6 separate regions of the Mus musculus genome follow, and regions 2, 3, 4, 5 and 6 are each linked to region 1. A link is a contact called in public HiChIP or PLAC-seq, Micro-C and promoter capture Hi-C data. All regions are on one chromosome and are shown on one strand. The core of a region is the stretch at or near the end of the contact, and the rest is flanking DNA. Distances in the headings are between cores, read along the strand shown. Region 1 holds the start of Dennd1a (DENN/MADD domain containing 1A). Region 2 holds the start of Nek6 (NIMA (never in mitosis gene a)-related expressed kinase 6). Region 3 overlaps Dennd1a (DENN/MADD domain containing 1A). Region 4 overlaps Dennd1a (DENN/MADD domain containing 1A). Region 5 overlaps Dennd1a (DENN/MADD domain containing 1A). Region 6 overlaps Dennd1a (DENN/MADD domain containing 1A).

Region 1 (2,768 bases), core at 173-2,672:
CAATGTAGGGTTTAATTTGGCTCACAGTTTGAGGGTACAGTACAGTTTAACATGGTAGAAGGAGAAGACATGGCAGCAGAAAAGTGAGGCTGCTAGTCACAATGACTGAATCCAGTCAGAAAGCACAGAGAGAGATGAATGCTGCCTTCCCCGTTCATTTAAGCCAGCCCATGGAAGAGGCCACCCTCCTGAATTAAACTAATCTGGAAACTCCCTCAGATATTTCCAGAATTTTCTCACCTAGGTGATTGGTTATAGAATCTGGTCCTCACAGCAAAATAGCCACCATCTTCACATCAGCTGTGCCTGCTTGCAGAAGGTCATCAGGAGCAGGCCTGTTGGCTGTTAACAGTTTCTCAGAGGGGACTCCACCCGGTTCTCCCAGCCATTTGTATGCAATCTACTCTAATTGCACATTCCTCTGGGCCCAGGGAGGTGCTGTAGTACACAGATTGTAGTAGTTTATAGGAGGTTAACTAAAGAAAACTGTATATATGTCTACAGGAAGCTTTCGGTCATAGAAGGGTAGGTTTTTGTTTTTGTTTTTCAAGACAGGGTTTCACTGTGTAGCCCTGGCTCTCTTGGAACTAGTTCTGTAGACCAGGCTGGCCTCAAATTCACAGAGATCCACTAGCCTCCCCTACTCAAATGCTGGGATTAAAGAGTCTTGGGGGGAGGGGGGCGGGAACACGGACAACGACGACGATGATGGTGTGCACTTTCCAGTGCAGCTGCTTTGGAGTCACCCACACTCCTGTAAGCAACCCCCACTCATGCTTTCTAAGAAAGTCCAATAAAGTCATTGGTTCCACAGGTTAAACATTTGGACTAACTCACCCTCAGCACCTGGCATGCAGTTCTATGATACCCCATTTCCTGGGATGGGCCGGCTTTTCTCCCAAGCTCCTACTTATGGAGGTATTAAAAAAACAAAACCAAAAACAAAACCAAAAAAACAAACAAAAAAACCAACTCTTTAAAGCTAAACATCCATGGTCTGTGAACTTCAGTTTTCAAATTCGGGAAACCAGAACCCTGAAGCCTGACTCAGTGAAACTGGAGTCATTGTGAGTTCCTGAGAGGGGAGGACAACTGTTTCCTCCAATTCAGACACCCCCCTCCCCGAATTTTAGCCTGTCAAAAATTCTCCACTTGAGGAGTGGACGAAGGCTTCTTTAGTGGCCTCTGGGGACACGATGGAAGTTCCTTCAGGTCGCTTTGGGTGGATTCTGATGAAAAGCAGTGGGACAAAGGTCCCTAGGTCTCTTCTCAGAGAAGCCACAGACCTTTCGGGTAGACCACTGTCCTGCTGCGCGCTTCCCGCCCCCCGGGGCCACCCTCACGCGAGTGGACTACACTTCCCAGCAGCCCCCGCGGTCAGCGGCGCGGGCGGGAGGGGGCGGCGGTGTGAGAGACGGAGGGGGCGGCGCGCGCCGGGTACGCGCGCGGGCGACCATGGCGCTCGCCCGGCTGGAGCGAGTACTTTAACCCCGGGAGGCGACAGCAGCTGCGGCGGCCGGGGAGCGAGCCTCGAGCGGGCGGGCCCCTGCCTGAGGGAAGGGAGGAAGGGGCGGGGAGAGCTCCTGAGGGAGGCCTGTCGGCCGCGGGCGGGCGGGCAGTGCAGTGCAGCGCAGCACCGAGCGGGGCCCGCGGGTCCATGAGGAGGCCCCGGGACCATGGGCTCCAGGATCAAGTGAGTGCGGCCGGGCGGAGCCGGGCGCGGGGGAGGCGAGGCTGGGCTAGAGCTGCAGGCCGTGGGCCGCGCTTGGGGGACTTGTTGCCCAGACCGGAGGGGCGCCCCGCGTGGAGGCGTCAAGCGGGGAGGGGGACGGTTGCCATGGTGATGCGGGAAGGCTCGGGGACGGGGTGCGTGTGGGGTGGAGGGGCGCGGATGATCAGATGCCCCCTCCTCACCTGAGGGCGGGAACTGCTGACGCGGTGGCTCCCTAGGCGGGATGTACAGAGCCCCAGAAAACTGTCAGACTGCTGCTGGGAGAGGGGAGGTCTCCGGAAGCAAGTCTTCATAAGGGTGTGTTTGGGGGCGACCCCGAGAGTTGGCAGGTCCTGAGAGGTTGCAGCCTGTCTGCGTGAGGCCTGTAATCATTCCAGAAGTGGTGTGAGGTTCTTAGAGGGAGGGGGCTTCTGGGACATTTAAGGCCTGGATGGCCTGCCTGCACAGGAAGGCGCTTTGCCTTTGCTGACTCTTCCTCTTATCTGAGTCTGCACACAAGCCAGGGCCAAAGGCTATGAAGGAAGACACCTTTAGCTGTCACTGAGCACCTGATTTTGAAAAGGTTTTGCAATCCAGTCAGGCACATTCCCTTACTCCTTCTTCATTTGCTTGGAGCCCCTGGTTGAGGCTTCGTTTTCTCGTGAAAATGCTGATACTTGTAACTTAAGTACCCACCGAAACATTAGAAGTTGTCTTTGGGAATTACAACTTTTCTGTGGTCCAATTTGGGTGTTGTTGCCTTGGTCTCTATCTCCCCTCCCAGCTAAGACCAATTCTGGCCACTCCCTTCCTCAGCCCTAGGACTCAGATGCTTACTCTCTTTCTCTCTCTCTCTCTAATCATTAGCAAATGCTCACTTTTTCTCTATGACTAATAGAATTGCTTAAGGACATTGAAAAACAAAGTTGACAGCATAGGCTTTTCTGGAAAACAGCATTCATAAGACACCATAAACCCTCTTATAGGAAAGTCCGTGGAATGTGATTATTTCAGCATTTTGAGAATTGTACTAGGGAAGTTTGAAAGAGGAAGGGCC
Region 2 (2,768 bases), core at 116-2,615, 220 kb before region 1:
GACTCACTCCTCCGCTCCCCACAGGCATATTTTATTTGGGGGTGGGGGATCCAGGGAGAGCCTGGCCCCGGTGGGGGAGGGGAACAGTTTCAACACGTCCAGAAGGTGGGGATATTTTTTCTTCTCCAGTTTTCGGGACAAAGAGGAAAAAAAAAATGAACATGGGTCTTTTTTTGTTTCCTTCCAGGTTTTGTCTTCTGGACGACGATGTCCAAAGTTCACTGGTTAAGTTTCTCCTGTTGGGAGTCAGGCACCCATTCAATGAAATTCTTCTCCCATTAGCAATAGGGTTTTTAACATGCCCTTTTACACACACCAGGCTCCTGTGAGGACATTTTCCCCTCAAAAAGTCACCCTGCATTTTGCAAGTGGAGTGAAACTTTGTACATAAACTTTCTAAAGTTTGCTCTAACGCAGTTAAAACTTTCAAACACACATGCACAAACTGTCAATCAAAACTTCACGGACAGCCCTTAGAGGATGTGTCCCAAGCATGCTGTCACCCATTTGTTATGGCCCTCTGGGGCTCGGTTAAATCAGGGAAATATGATTAACTTAGAGGAGCAGGCAGAGAGGACAAGTATCTGGGGCCCTGGGTCTCCCTAGGGCCTAACCCCTAGGTATGGGGAACAGAGTCCAAATCTGGCCTAGCTAGAGACAGCCACGAACAAAGCCAGGGAACTAAGACATATTTAGAAAACCTCAATTCAAGTTCAGCGCAGCCCCCTCCTCAGCCTGCGTGGCCATGCAGAGTTCTGCCAAGGCCGGGCTAAGAGGCTTCCAACCAAAGTCAGAACCTGGGGATCTGCGGACTCACAGAATCCGGCCCAGCACCCTCTCTGGACAGGGTCAGCCGGCACATCACACACACACCGGCCTGCAGTGTGGAGTGCACAGTCTGGATCCTAAACACACTCTCGTATGGAATTTGTACACTTTTGCCCGTGCACGTGTGCACACACTCACTCGGGAACGTTCAGACACGTGGGCACACGTACTCCTTGGCATCCACGGTAAACACTCGATAAACGGATAAACCGAAGCCGAGCCCGTCCACCCGCACTGGTCCACCCCAAACTCACAGCCCGGGCCCCTGATGTGCACACGCACGCACTCCCGCGCAGCTGGGCGGATGGAGCCCGCCGCGGACACCTCGGCCTCCTGCGGGCGTCCCCGCCGACTCCCCGGGCACGCGCGCGCGCCCACAACGCCTCGGGTGACAGTCCCACGCCCTGGCCCGCGCCCCTCGCTGGTCCCAGGCCACTCACCGGCGCTGGCGGCTCTCTCGGCGGCGGGCGGAGCGCGGGTCACACGCGAGTTGGCGGCGCTGCGGCCGCAGCTAGTCCGCTTGGTTCAGCCGCCGCTTCTGCGCGCGCCCGCGCGCCCGCCCCTCCCCGCCGCGGGGCCGCGCCGCCCCCTGCGCCCGTGCGCGCGGCCGCCACGCAGGCTAGGGGGCGCCGGGGGCGCGCTCCCAGCCTGGGTGCCTGATCGTCCAACTCAGGTTGGAAGACTGAGCCTCAGACTCCAAACCCTGGGCACTGAACCCCTCTGCGCGGGCTCTAGACTTTATAAGATGCAGATTCGCTGGGTAACCAATTCGTGGACCCTTCCCCACACCCATGGATTCCTCATCAGCTGACATTGCTCCTCTCACAGCCCTCGCAGGACCGAAATTGACCCATTCACAGAGTGCAGCAGGAGGTGAAGTTCAGTTGATAGCATGCTTTCCTAATCTCAGCACTAGGGAAATTGGGCACCTGTAATCTCTGAATTAGGAAGGCTGAGGCAAAAATGTCTGAAATTCATTCATTCTTGGCTATATAGCAAATTCCAAGCCAGCCTGGGCTACATGAGATGTTGTCATTCATATTATATATATATATATATATATATATATATATATATATATATATATATATATATATATATATATGTATATATGTATATATGTATATATGTATATATATATATATATATATATATATATATATATCAGTGTGTACAATAGTACAGTGTACAAATAGTGCCCAGTACAGTTCCAGAAGTAGGCACCTAGGATAAATCCAAGTCCCTGCCCTCAAAGTGCCAGTATCTCCTGGGGATACTGCCTTCCTGGGAACTCCAGGCCAGCCAAGCATCAGTGTGCAGAAGGTTTTTAGGAGTAAGTGGGCCAGCCAAATACCCAGGAGCCTGGGGGTGGGGGTGGGGGTGGAGGTGGGGGGAATGACCTGAGTTTGATCCTCCAGACCCACACAATGGAACAAAAGAACTCCAGCAAATTGTCTTTAACCTCCCCATGTCTTCCAAATTCACACCAAGTGTTGTATGTTAAAAACAAAAAACAAAACAACAACAACAACAACTGCCTTCATCTATGCATACTTAACAACCCCACTAGGATGTCCAAGCTTCTCTGGGGAGCAATTAAGGTGACTCCCACTTCCCCTCAGGAAGGGATGCTCGTAGCTGGGACAGGTATTGCTGCTTCTGAGTGTTCTAGACTGTCTGTGTGCCCAAGCACCTGCCATCTGTCCATTAATCTGCTGTACATGTCTGGGCACGGGATAGCAACCTGCTGAGTATTCAGTTAACTAGTCTACTTGAGTCCACAGTAATCAGGCCCACAACCTATATTACTCCCCCTGCCTGCCTCATGATGTTCAGCCATTGTGAGGGTGGCATCATGCCACCCATGTGCCCATTTCTTAGATGGCTTTAATGAGGCCTGTGAGCAAAGTCCCCCAGGTGGTGAGTGGTTGAACTGGAAG
Region 3 (2,768 bases), core at 182-2,681, 220 kb after region 1:
TAAGATTTATGCAGATAAAATAAGGAAAATAAAGTTCCCAAAAGAAATAAAAAGGTTAAAATATACTCATTTTCTGGTCTTCATGTAAATTTTTGTAGTTACTCATGTTACTCATTAGAAGGCAACTGTCTTGCTCTTTCCTACTGTATGACTTTAAGAAATTATATTAGAGGATCTGGTTTCTGCCAAGAATTTTACTGACTGGGTATCCTTTTCCAAAGTTGGATTTTTAATGTTTCTTTTTCAAAGTTTGTAATTATAGTCATATCTTGAGAGGGTTTTATAATGTGAATTTTTGGCTTTTGTAATATTGCAAAGGTCTTCCCCTGGCTTCTAATAAACAACAATCCCTAAACATAAAAAAATCAGGATGGCTGAGTGGTGGAGCTTCTGTCATGGTTGCAGCAGAAAGTGACTAATGGCAATCTGGTATTGCACTTCTGATCACTATGTCCTGGATTCCCAATTCCTCTGGTGTTCAGGTCTGAGTTCATCTGTTCTGCTGAAGTGTGCAGTAGAGGAAAGTTCAGCTTCACCAAGTGGCTATTTTTAATTATGGTACAGGATGTATGGCTTTCTCCCTGTGGCTGCTTAGATTTCCCCAAGTATTGCACTTTTTGCCTCTTTTTGGACATTCCTAACTTTACCATAGCTCCACATGCAGAAACTTAGCCTTAGTGGTCATTTAGCACCTCTGCCCAGGAACCTGAATTATGTTAGGAAATGAATGAAAGATTGCTGCTAGACAATTTGTTCCATTTTTGCCAACAGCTTAAAAACACTAATGGAGTTAGTGTACTGTGTGTAAACTGTCCAGAGGACAATTGACTATAGTACTTCTTTGGAGAATGACTACCTGTTGGAATAGCAACTCATGGAGACTAAGTTGTTACCCTGATCTTTGAAGCCATGTGCTTTCAGCAAGTTACCTAGCTTTTCTATGCTCTACTTTCCTAAACCATTTTCTGGCATCTACTTGAAATCACTGAGTCAAATTCTAGATGATTTCCTGGCATTGGTAAATCCCTAAATTAACAGAAGTCCTTATGATATTTTAATCGCTTTGCTGTATCTTGAGCAGCACAGCAGCAAAGGTTCTTGGAGCTAGGATCTTGTCATGCTTGGACAGATTATGTTTTCTTATTCAAGATTACTGTGGAGAATTCTGCTTTCCTCTGCCCAGCACAGAATTGCTGCTACGAAATTGGGTAGAGGCAGAGGTTTTCTTCTGAGTAGCACAGTCTAACGGATGGGACGGATTGCTGTGGCCTAGGGAAACAAGAGAGAGTTTACCCGGCTTGCACAGGTTCTTCCTTTACTTTCCTTAAAACCTTCAGCTTTACTTACAGAAACACTATGAGAACTGTCTTAGTGAGAGAGCCATGCAGTCACCAGAAGTAACTGAGAGCAGACCAGCTTCCTGTCTGACTTTGTTGTCAACTCTCCTTGCTCAGGTCTGCCTTGTACCCAAAGGAGCCTTTGAACATGAGCTGTCTGGAGCAATCTCTGGCCTTATCACTTATTTTAATGTTTCTTGCACAGGGTCACTCTTGGATGTGGTGCTCTGGGCAGTCTCACCCCAGAGTGCTTCCCTTCCTTTATTTAACCTCTGACCTGTGAAAACAAGAGTTAATCAAGAGTTCTAAGGTAGCTAAGAGGAAGGGGAAGTGTTTGGTTACAAATTAAATATGAACAAGTCATAAGTCATAAATCCCCAGTAGTGCTACCCGTTGTGCGTCTCAAGTTGCATATGGCCCAGAGTGTTTGAGTTATAAATTCAAGTTCAGAGCCCTCTGATTGCTTGGGGGTAGGTGCTAGATTCATTTTCTCTTGGCTCCAAGCTTTTTGCCTTCCAAAACATTAGTTTTAATGGGCTAGCTACCTTCATACTTTGCCTTTTCACCTCATGCTTGCCTCTCTTTTCTCCCTTTACCTGCCTGCCTGCTTATGCTGATTGGTGTGCTGTTCTGTGAATTGAGACAGAAATGTTTCTCTGAAAGAAGTTAAGCATATGGAAAAAGTCGCCAAGGAAAGGCACTGAAGCATTGAACATAAATGGCTTTAAGAGACAGCTAGACACTTTTATAGAGAGATTTGCGATGGAATGAGAGAGCATTCAAGCAGAGATGTGGGTGCCGATGAAATAAATGAGTGCTGTTCATGGAAACTGGGTACCTTGTTTAATCTAATGCTTCCTTAAATGTCACCACAGCATGCACACAGAGCTTCATGCATTAGATTTAAGAAGACTACACAGCTTAAGAACCTGTGACATAAGCTATGGTCTTTCTACTAAGTTCTTGAAAATGTACATCTAGGTCACAACTTCAGGCACTGGAAACTTGAAATTCCCCCAAGATGTGCTCCCCCCACCCCCCGCATCTCCAATATAATGTGCACTCTAATTCCTAAAGCAAGGAAGAGTAGGGACATGACAGGTATCCCTGGGGCTGGCAAAGTAAGAAAACACACTGAATTGTTGGGAGGTAGCCAAAGTTGGGTTGCTCAAGGTACTTTATAGCTTCAGAGTTTTAGAGGCAAGCTTTGATTGTACCAGGGTGTTGCAGTGAGAATTGCAAGATAAGAATTCCATGTCTCATTTCAGTTTCACTACTCTTATGGAGCAAATAGGACTGAGAATACAAACTGGGCTAGTTTTGTGCTTTAATAGCCATACCATCATAAAAAAAGGTCATTCTGCTTCTGAGACTCAGTTTTATCTTCTGTAAAACAGGACAGTCCTCATACAGCTGCTACAACAAGTACTA
Region 4 (2,768 bases), core at 89-2,588, 190 kb after region 1:
GTGGGACCTGGAGAGATGGCTTATTGGTTAAGAGCACTTGTTTCTCTTGTGGAGGACCTGGGTTCAGTTTCCCAGCACCAGCTTACAAGTACCAGTAGCCAGTTCCAGGGAATATGATGGTTTCTTCTGATTTCTACCATTTGCACAGAATGCACACAAGCATTCTTGTCTGTGAACACACACAGAACAGATACTGTATTTATAAATTGCGCGCACACACACACACACACACACAAATATGCAGGTAAAACATTTATACATAAAACAAGTAAATCTTAAAATCTCTTCACTTGCTCTCTATTTTTTTTTTTTTTTGATATTCCTTATTGGCTGTTGGGCACAAATTTATTACTGCCTATCTTGAGTGCTTGTACCTGGGTAATTGCCAAAGCCAGAGGCTCTTCCTTCTGCTATCATTATTCCTTCATGTTCATAAGATAGAGACAGGCACATAGATTCTGTGAGCTTCTTCAGATTTAGATTTAATTTTAGGTAAGTTACTACTGAGCTGTCTTGGCTCTTTGTGTAATGGGATTCCTGATGATAGCAGCTACCCTATATCATTTCAAAACAAGAACTAAGCCACTGATAAAGACTAGTCATTAGTAACAACTTGAAGTTTTTATTGCACAAATATGTGTGGATGGGCCACACTTGAGCCAGGCCTCATATACAGAGATGGACTCATGAAGGAACATTGTACCACAGCGCAAACTTTGAAGTTGAAGTCTGCATTCACTCATAAGAAATCAGATTTTGGGCTGGAGAGATGGATCAGTTATTAAAGGCTAGGCTCACAACCAAAAATATAAGAAATCAAATTTTGCTGAAAATTAGTTTAAGCAAAAAATAGCAACTACATTTGGCTGTACAGTATTTCCTGCTTGCTAAATGCCCTGCCTAACTTTCCTTTTGTTATTTGTCATTTACCTGCAAGAAACCAGTTTTAAGCGATCACATAATTGCTCAAGTAAAAAAATCAACCTGAAGATGTACATGGCATAATTTGTGACTGGATTAAGTTATTCCCCCTTTGAAGTTGGCCACAGCCTAAAAGCACAAGTTGTTTACAAAGGAACCCATCGATTCTCCTTCTTTCTCTGGAAGCATCCGAGCAGTGAGACCCCGCACAGTCTGTTTGGCACAGTGGTGGCTCTCAGCTGGCCAGGCCCTCCTGCTGCTGAGCAGAGGATGCACCAGAGCTGGTTTGTGGCAGGGAACAGCCCACCTGCAGATCTGCTTGTGCTTAACTGGGGCCTTGCGACCGCGCACTACTACAGCCTGCTGTTTCAGTTGCAATATCTTTCCCTTAATATTTTCCATCTGGCCAACAATGACCTATAAAGACAGACACAAACCAGGATTTGAGTTATGAGGAGAGCGATGCTGAACCACTTCCAAAGCACACTGTAGAGCCTGTGGTCTAGGAAGCTGCCTTTGCATGCTGGAGAGAAGCAGACTTTTTTTCCCCAGGTCAGTTTGCAAAGCATTGTCACATCAGAGACCTGGGCTTTAAAGCTTTCAAGCATTTTAAAAGGCTTTGTAAAATCTGTCTGTGAATATCACTGAATGTTAGCATTTAACTCACAATTACACTACTGATAGTGAAGATTTTGAACAAGAATATAATGAGGGTCACAAGAGTGTTTCATATTCAACTTCTAAATTTTCAGTTCTAGCTGAAGCTTTGACAATTAGGCTTATGGCATAATTGGTGTCTTGTACTGAGAGGTCCTGCAATGGCAGGTATGTTTGATGGTAAAAGTAAAAGTGGGTTGAAATTGTGACTTCCGTAAGAATTTCCTGAAGATGGATTTGTTCCTAGCTTTTTTTTTTTCCAGCCATTTTAAATGGTAATCTATAAAGCTAATTTTATGCTTCTAAATTATTAAAAACCCATTGAAAATACTAGTCAAAATCTGAATTTCAAGTTTGGGTTTTGACAGTTTTGTCAAAGGCCTTGGGGATGATCTCTGTTTATCTGCTGTTTGGTTGTTGGGGGGCGGGTTATTGTTGTTCTCCTCAGGCTTTTAGTTGTTAGACTGTCCTTTAGAGGAAAGAGCAAACTGTACCTCTCCTGGTAGAGTACTACCTGCTCTCTAAGAGAATAGGATCCAGATTCTGAGCACCGAAGCACAGGCTCTGCAGCCTTGGGAGCTCTGCTACTCAGTCCTCAAGTCCATGCTGCCCCCCTCCGCCCCTCTCCAGTCTGTAGCCTCCCTTTTGTTTTGAATAAACCCAGCCTCTTGGAAGGAAGCTTGGGAGATGTTCTTGGTTTTGTTTTGTTTTTGTTTTTCTGTTTTATGATTTTGTGTTCCCCCTTCTTCCCTGCTTCTCCTCCCTGTCCACCCTTTCCTCCCTACTCCTCCTCCCTGATCATGCCTGGTGGTTGACTCTTTGTATCAGAGTTGAAGTCACATTTGGCCTGGAGCCAGCCACATTGAGCACACACTGTTTGCTTTTCAGTGCCATTAAAGAGTGAAATTCCTACTTCAGGCTCATTAGGAAATTTAGGTGTGCTAGTTTAGAGGTTGATTAGATATTCCACAGGTGTGCACTCTTGGATCCTCCCTCTTTTGGTCTGTCTTGATGAATGGGGCTCGTTTTATAGTGTGGCTGAATTATATCTGAGGGCTAAGATGAGAAATGCAGGTTAATTAGAAGAGCCCAATTGACTCTAAAAAATGGGAGTGGGTACCAAGTGCTAAGAATACAAAGCCTAGACTAGTCCAGTGCCTTTAAGAATAATGAACTAAGGAAAACCTGGA
Region 5 (2,768 bases), core at 145-2,644, 160 kb after region 1:
TGTTTTTTCTGAATAAAAAGGGGACATTGCTGAAATTCCAAACTCATCTTAGGGATAGATGAAATGATACATTAAACATTTGACTGAAGCTGGTGCATAGTAGACACTGTAATACCTCTGGTGTTGTGAACTGGTGCTGTGGCCATGGGAGTCACAGCAAGGCTTAAAAAAAAACAGCGTTTTGCCAGTCACCAAGTTGTATCTTAGGCAGCACTTGTCCCAGCTCTCATCTTCTATAAAAAAATGAGGTAGATAGAGTGCCTCTTTTAACATTGATGGCTGATTCACCTAGGTACCTGGGGCCCGAATTCTATCAGGCACATTGGAAAGTAGTGATGATTTTGATTTTTGGGGGACATTAGAGCAGACTCCTTTCTCTCCTTATATTCTTCCCCCTCCTTTCCTCTCTCCTTTTCCTCCATCCCCTTCTGTCCTTGCTTCCTCTCTCCCTTTCCTTTCCCTCCACTTTCTTGTCTGCTCCCTTGAAGTGTGTAAAATTTTAGCTCATTTACAAAGTTCCACAAAGGAAATGTAACAGGTTCAATGACTTGTGGTGATTAGATACTTTATCTGGAAACTTAGCACACATTCATCTCTCCCTTTGTTCTGTCTTCTCTACAGCCTCACAGTTAGCCAAGTTGGCCAGAACTTCACATTTGTGCTCACTGACATTGACAGCAAACAGAGATTCGGGTTCTGCCGCTTATCTTCAGGAGCCAAGAGCTGCTTCTGTATCTTAAGGTAAGGGAGAAGTGCCTCAGCCGTTGGCTGGTTCTTTGAAACAGTTGTCAGCTTTTGCATAGTCTTTCTGTAATTAAGTTTTCCAGCTGTTGTTTTGGTATCCTATCTGTTCCCCACAAGTCACTGGACTTGGGGAGAAGGACTTTGTGGTGTTACTCTTGCACTTGAGGCCCTGCAGATAATTGTATTTATTTATTTGCATCGCATCCCTTGGGTGGGAAGGGCTCATTGCTCCTTAGTGGTATGCAGAAACTGGAGAGTTGTCAGGGCTTCAGTCCCTCCTACTGTTATCTGGAGCTGTCAGAAATTAGTCTGTTAGGCTTCCCTGTGGACATTTTGTGTATGTAAGATTATTAATAAAGTATGTGTCTAGCTCAGGACAACCTGCAGGCGCTGATTGTGTGCTCCTTGGAGTAGCATACTTGCCCTCTTTGGGTCATTGTCTGAATAACTTCCCAATCTGGCTACCTCTGTAGAAGTTCCAGAAAAGTGCAGAAGTGTGAGAAGACATCTTCAGGCCTTCTGAAATCCCCTTGAACACCAGAGCCACACTTGCTTAATGCTCTGTTTCCTCTTGTTAGAGGGGTAAGGCATTCTGGGGTGGGAGGATGTGTGGAAATCCGATTTTGGAGCTGCTGGCTCTGTGGGCTCCTGCTGGGCGCCTCCTGAGGGGGAGGTAAAGGCATCCCACGCACTCTCTCCTCCTCTCTCCTCTCCTCTCCATCTGCCTCTCTTAAGTAGGTGTTACAGGGCTTTCTCTCTCTCTCTCTCTCTCTCTCTCTCTCTCTCTCTCTCTCTCTCTCTCTCTCTCTCTCTCTCTCTGTTGTGGAACAGCCAGTATGGGCATCAGAGAGGCATCCATGACACAACCCTGGCCCCATGCTTGGGCCCAGCCAGAGGTAAAAGGCCAGGCTCTATGTGGATTCTAGAAGGAGCATTTCTCTTCTGTAATAGTCTGCACTTTGTTCACCTTCTCACTGAGTAAAGGACCTCCCAACATATCTCACTCCCCAAAGCCACACACCAAACTAGGACAAAAGGGCCCAATTTATGAGGTTTCTTTGCTCCTGTCAGCCTGGTCCACAGCTCTACATTTCTCTACAAAGATCTCAGTGTTTTTCTTCCTAGCTAGTGAAGTCAACTTCTTAGCATTTCTGGTTTGGGGACCAGAGTCTTCAGGATGGGTGTTTTTTTTTTTCCCCCAAACGTCTGGGAATGGACAACCATTTATTTAAAACTGTGAATTTAATATTCCAAGAGTGTGGCTTAGTGTTGTAGGGCTTGCCTATATGCATAGGCCCTGTGCTTGATCCCCAGCATCACCACCAAAAATAAACAAATAGGTATATCAGTAAGTGTATGTGCCTTTGATTCTGGTGTTCAGTTTTATATGTCCACTATGGATTTTGTGTTTGAGAGAAGCCAGGTATGATGGCTATTTTTGGTTGTCAACTTGACTATATCTGGAATTAACTATAACCCGAATGGCAAGACACAACTGTGAGAGTTTTTCTTAATTAAATCTTTTGAAGTGGGGTCTCACTTCCACTCTGGATATTTGAGGTGGGAAGACACACTTTAAATCTGGACCACACCTTCTGCTGTAAGCCCAGATAAAGGACACAGAAGAAGGAAGCTCTCTTTTTACAGCTTGCTCAAGTTCATTCCTTTACTGGCATCTACTTCTTCCAGGATTCTGCAATATACTGAGGACCAGCTGAGACATCCAGCCTTGTAGACTGAACAACTACTGGATTCTTAGACCTTAGACAGCCATTGTTGGGCTTATTCTCTGGACTACTTCCTTTAAGTCATTCTACTAAATTCCCCTTTCTCTATATATTCACCCTGACCAATACAGATTGTGGTACCAGCATCAGAAGTGTAAGGTTGAATTTTTTTAATTATCTGGAACAGATTTTCCAATTTGCCAACACCTACAGATACTAAAGCCCCCAGTTACTGAAACCTTTCCTGGGAGCTCAGAGAGTACTGAAAGCCCATGCTGTGAACTGTTTTACAAACTT
Region 6 (2,768 bases), core at 177-2,676, 140 kb after region 1:
TTTTAGAGAAAAAGTGGTATGTTCTTAAACAGATCTTTATGTTGTAAGTTATCCAAGAAATGAAGCCCATGACAATGAGCTTTAGAATAGCTTCAGTACTTAGGGCTTCTCTTTGAAATAGTGACCTAAGCTGCTGACTCCTGAGAATACATGATGATGAGTGAAAGATTTGATTGAAAGCTGCCTTGTGTGAGTTGACATTGTAAGGGAAAAGGACTTACAAACATTATGGGTCACAGAAAAAAATCTAGAAAATGTTCTAGAAAAGCCTTTGCTGGTCGCAAGCAGCCACAGGTAATTGCTAGTTTGTGTGTGTTGAAACTAAAGTAAATTAAACATATATATGAGGTTGAATTATTTTCTTATATTTTGCTAGCCTTTTGAAGAGATTAAAAAAGTGTAAAATATTGAATGCTAGATTTTAGGAAACCTCTTACATAGTTTTCTTATTTTGCTAGTGTTTCATATCACCTGCCTTCTGTCTCAGTAACAGAATGCCATCAGTGTGTTCTGACTGTAAGTTTCCTCAGTCCTAACTCCTCCTCCTGTCCTCCTTTCATTATAAGATTGGAGAAATATTAGTTGTGAAATAGAGATGGCTGTGCAGTGGAACCCTGTTTAATCATTCCTAAATAATACTCTTTCCAAAGCAGGTCTAATATTTACACTTTGATTCCTGTTTTCTGCTTGCAGTGTTTGTTGATGGTATCTTTCTAACATTCCCTGGCACTGGATAAATAAAGACTGCTATTTCCTTTTCAACATTTTCAGCTATTATCCTCATGTAAGAGCTAATAAGTGGAGGTTAGGTGAATACTAAACCATGATCCTGTCTATCAGAATAAGCTAGGAGCCTTGATTAACATGCCTTGTTAACTGATAGGTTCAGTTCCATACTGGTAGTGCTAGAATAATTTGTATAAACCAAGCAGTACAGATTCCTTATTTTAGCACTAAGACTTACAAAGGCTTCTTTTAGCAGCCTTTAATTTTGTACTTATGTATGTGACATAGCCTGTGGCTGTGATAGCTACTGTGAATCTGCAGTTGTTTGGGGATGAAAGGAGGAGGCAGCTGGAAACTCGGTAGCTACATCTAGCTGTCTACCTAGAGAAGGCCTTGATTTCAAGTTTATCCAAACAAGCTCGACTAATCCCAACTATCTAGGGGGATCCACTGTCAAAACAAGCAGCGTGGCCCTGAGGCAAACACAGCCATACAGAAATGAAGGCTGGGGCTTCCAATACTCTGATGACTGCATACTGGAGGCTTTTTTCCCCCCTGAAAGAGGGTAAGAGAGGTAGAATTTGCATAATGCCTTTTCATTGGAAACTTTTGGAAAGCTGACAGACCCCCAGCTTATAGATCTGTAGCCACAATACAGAGTCTATAGGAGAATCCTTGAATGACCTAACCATATTGAAAGGAAATATAAAAGCGTCCAAGTATAGCCAAGTGAGAGAGGAAAAGAGGCCGATGCATTGTCTAACATCTGCTGCACTTCTCGTTAGTTTTGTTCTTTGCTATTCTATGTGGACTTTGGAGAAGCCTAAGACAGCCTAACATGAATCCTATAATCTTCCTTCTGAATATTTATGTAGCGTGCCAGCTTCTAAGCTGTCCTTTGCGTTTTTCTACTTCCCCCTCATTTTCATGCTCTCAAATGAGGCCAACATTTCAAAAGCTAAATAAATGTTTGTGAATGTTTATAAAAGATTTGCATAAATTTGTCCTTGTCTGACAAAGATCACTTTTTTCTTATGCCAGTTCTGAAAAAAAAAAAAATTTTTTTTTAAAGGTTTTGGTGCTTGTCTTGACAACAAAGTCCCACATCCCAGAACAATGATTGCTGATTAAGTGGGTATGCAATTGTGGCTGAATAGGCTTTCAAGATACTGGGTTAAAAGACCCATCATCTGAAGGCTGAATTATAGAATTTAGAAAATGTTATCAGAGGTACACATTTAAATAGATTTTTATGGTACCATATCATTAGATAAGACAAAGAGTTCTTATGAGTTAAAAGAAAAGTATAACCGCCTATGGTTTAAGAAATTGTCCTGTATAAATTTTAATAATTAGAATGTTTCATTAACTTGGAATATCACCTCTCTTATGTTTGAACATGTTTAAAAATAATCTTTAGACCTTGAAGCATTTTTTTTTTTGGAGGCTGTAAATCTCCCAGCGGTATATGTGAATATGGGTACTGGGGTGGTGATCAGAGGGAGTTTAGTAGGCAGTCTTTTATGACATCTGAATGTTCAATCATACCTTGAGAAAATACAAACTCTATGAAATATGTGTCAGCGTTTAATTATAGGACATCCACACACACAGCACCCAGACACTTGTGCCACCAGTGTGTTTTCTGAACTCATTTATCTTTTAAAATTAGAATAGGTTTTGAGGGGTGGCAGGGGAAGTTGTGGGGAGAGGCGCTAATTTAGTTCCAAGGTATTGGAAGATTGGCAGCAGAGAGAGGTAACAGGCAGCTCTGTTCATCTCTTGGTTGTATTGGTGTAGAGGTTTAAGTTGTCATTAAGGCACAAACTAGAGCCACTTCTCTGACACAGTTTTTATCACATCTGCTAGGCTTGTGTCCCAAGAGGAGACGTGGGGAGCAGTGAATTCAGCATGGGCCCATTATCGACTGCTTTTTCGTGTGTTGTAAAAGGAGTGAGACCTCAGGGAGGCTTGGAGCCTCCTCCCGTGTAATGTCCAAGTCAGATTTGAAGGACTGGTGGCAGGAAAGCTTTGGCCTTGGG

The links. Promoter capture Hi-C pulls out the DNA fragments that hold promoters and counts their contacts. Hi-C and Micro-C count contacts between places; a contact is called where the count stands out from the background. HiChIP or PLAC-seq counts read pairs in DNA pulled down with a chosen protein or histone mark.
Region 2: a FOXA1 HiChIP or PLAC-seq map of pancreatic cancer cells shows a contact between it and region 1. The contact joins the promoter of Nek6 here to the promoter of Dennd1a in region 1. A contact is called at or near these places in 4 of 484 Hi-C or Micro-C datasets (CD8 T cells, adipose-derived mesenchymal stem cells, embryonic stem cells and 1 more), 1 of 115 datasets of contacts at active chromatin or transcription factors (pancreatic cancer cells) and 2 of 9 other capture datasets (adipose tissue and liver).
Region 3: an H3K4me3 HiChIP or PLAC-seq map of embryonic limb bud shows a contact between it and region 1, with 2.1 times the contacts expected there. The contact joins the enhancer-like site here to the promoter of Dennd1a in region 1. A contact is called at or near these places in 2 of 484 Hi-C or Micro-C datasets (CD4 T cells and embryonic stem cells), 4 of 115 datasets of contacts at active chromatin or transcription factors (embryonic limb bud, embryonic stem cells, kidney and 1 more) and 1 of 9 other capture datasets (liver).
Region 4: an H3K27ac HiChIP or PLAC-seq map of neural progenitor cells shows a contact between it and region 1, with 4 times the contacts expected there. The contact joins the enhancer-like site here to the promoter of Dennd1a in region 1. A contact is called at or near these places in 3 of 39 promoter capture datasets (the 3T3-L1 cell line, hippocampal neurons and liver), 7 of 115 datasets of contacts at active chromatin or transcription factors (astrocytes, bone marrow-derived macrophages, embryonic limb bud and 3 more) and 2 of 9 other capture datasets (adipose tissue and pancreatic islet).
Region 5: a Micro-C map of the G1E-ER4 cell line shows a contact between it and region 1. The contact joins the enhancer-like site here to the promoter of Dennd1a in region 1. A contact is called at or near these places in 1 of 39 promoter capture datasets (hippocampal neurons), 5 of 484 Hi-C or Micro-C datasets (the Ba/F3 cell line, the G1E-ER4 cell line and olfactory sensory neurons), 7 of 115 datasets of contacts at active chromatin or transcription factors (astrocytes, bone marrow-derived macrophages, embryonic limb bud and 3 more) and 2 of 9 other capture datasets (liver and pancreatic islet).
Region 6: a contact with region 1 is called in a promoter capture Hi-C map of liver. The contact joins the enhancer-like site here to the promoter of Dennd1a in region 1. A contact is called at or near these places in 9 of 39 promoter capture datasets (the 3T3-L1 cell line, 3T3-L1-derived adipocytes, the HPC-7 cell line and 5 more), 5 of 484 Hi-C or Micro-C datasets (the Ba/F3 cell line, the G1E-ER4 cell line and liver), 5 of 115 datasets of contacts at active chromatin or transcription factors (bone marrow-derived macrophages, cardiomyocytes, fibro-adipogenic progenitors and 2 more) and 3 of 9 other capture datasets (adipose tissue, liver and pancreatic islet).

The regions. Positions count from the first base shown.
Region 1 is chr2:38,286,038-38,288,805 of GRCm38.p6, reverse strand. It overlaps Dennd1a (DENN/MADD domain containing 1A), which reads left to right and starts at 1,422. Exons shown (of 23, transcript NM_001362973.1): 1 at 1,422-1,693. The coding sequence starts at 1,677.
Region 2 is chr2:38,510,294-38,513,061 of GRCm38.p6, reverse strand. Nek6 (NIMA (never in mitosis gene a)-related expressed kinase 6) reads right to left here and starts at 1,365. Exons shown (of 10, transcript NM_021606.3): 1 at 1,269-1,365.
Region 3 is chr2:38,067,189-38,069,956 of GRCm38.p6, reverse strand. The region is part of intron 5 of Dennd1a (DENN/MADD domain containing 1A); the gene reads left to right. Among named protein-coding and RNA genes, the nearest start is that of Dennd1a, 220 kb to the left of the region's middle. Within about 2 kb of position 1,431, at least 23 of the 459 cell types and tissues checked have an H3K27ac peak or open chromatin away from gene starts, as enhancers often do. A contact at or near this core is called in embryonic limb bud, where this site is marked.
Region 4 is chr2:38,098,996-38,101,763 of GRCm38.p6, reverse strand. All of the region lies in intron 5 of Dennd1a (DENN/MADD domain containing 1A), which reads left to right. Among named protein-coding and RNA genes, the nearest start is that of Dennd1a, 190 kb to the left of the region's middle. Within about 2 kb of position 1,338, at least 29 of the 459 cell types and tissues checked have an H3K27ac peak or open chromatin away from gene starts, as enhancers often do. A contact at or near this core is called in embryonic limb bud, hippocampal neurons and neural progenitor cells, where this site is marked.
Region 5 is chr2:38,124,502-38,127,269 of GRCm38.p6, reverse strand. It overlaps Dennd1a (DENN/MADD domain containing 1A), which reads left to right. Exons shown (of 23, transcript NM_001362973.1): 5 at 622-741. Among named protein-coding and RNA genes, the nearest start is that of Dennd1a, 160 kb to the left of the region's middle. Within about 2 kb of position 1,394, at least 16 of the 459 cell types and tissues checked have an H3K27ac peak or open chromatin away from gene starts, as enhancers often do. A contact at or near this core is called in the G1E-ER4 cell line and hippocampal neurons, where this site is marked.
Region 6 is chr2:38,142,944-38,145,711 of GRCm38.p6, reverse strand. All of the region lies in intron 3 of Dennd1a (DENN/MADD domain containing 1A), which reads left to right. Among named protein-coding and RNA genes, the nearest start is that of Dennd1a, 140 kb to the left of the region's middle. Within about 2 kb of position 1,426, at least 39 of the 459 cell types and tissues checked have an H3K27ac peak or open chromatin away from gene starts, as enhancers often do. A contact at or near this core is called in the G1E-ER4 cell line and liver, where this site is marked.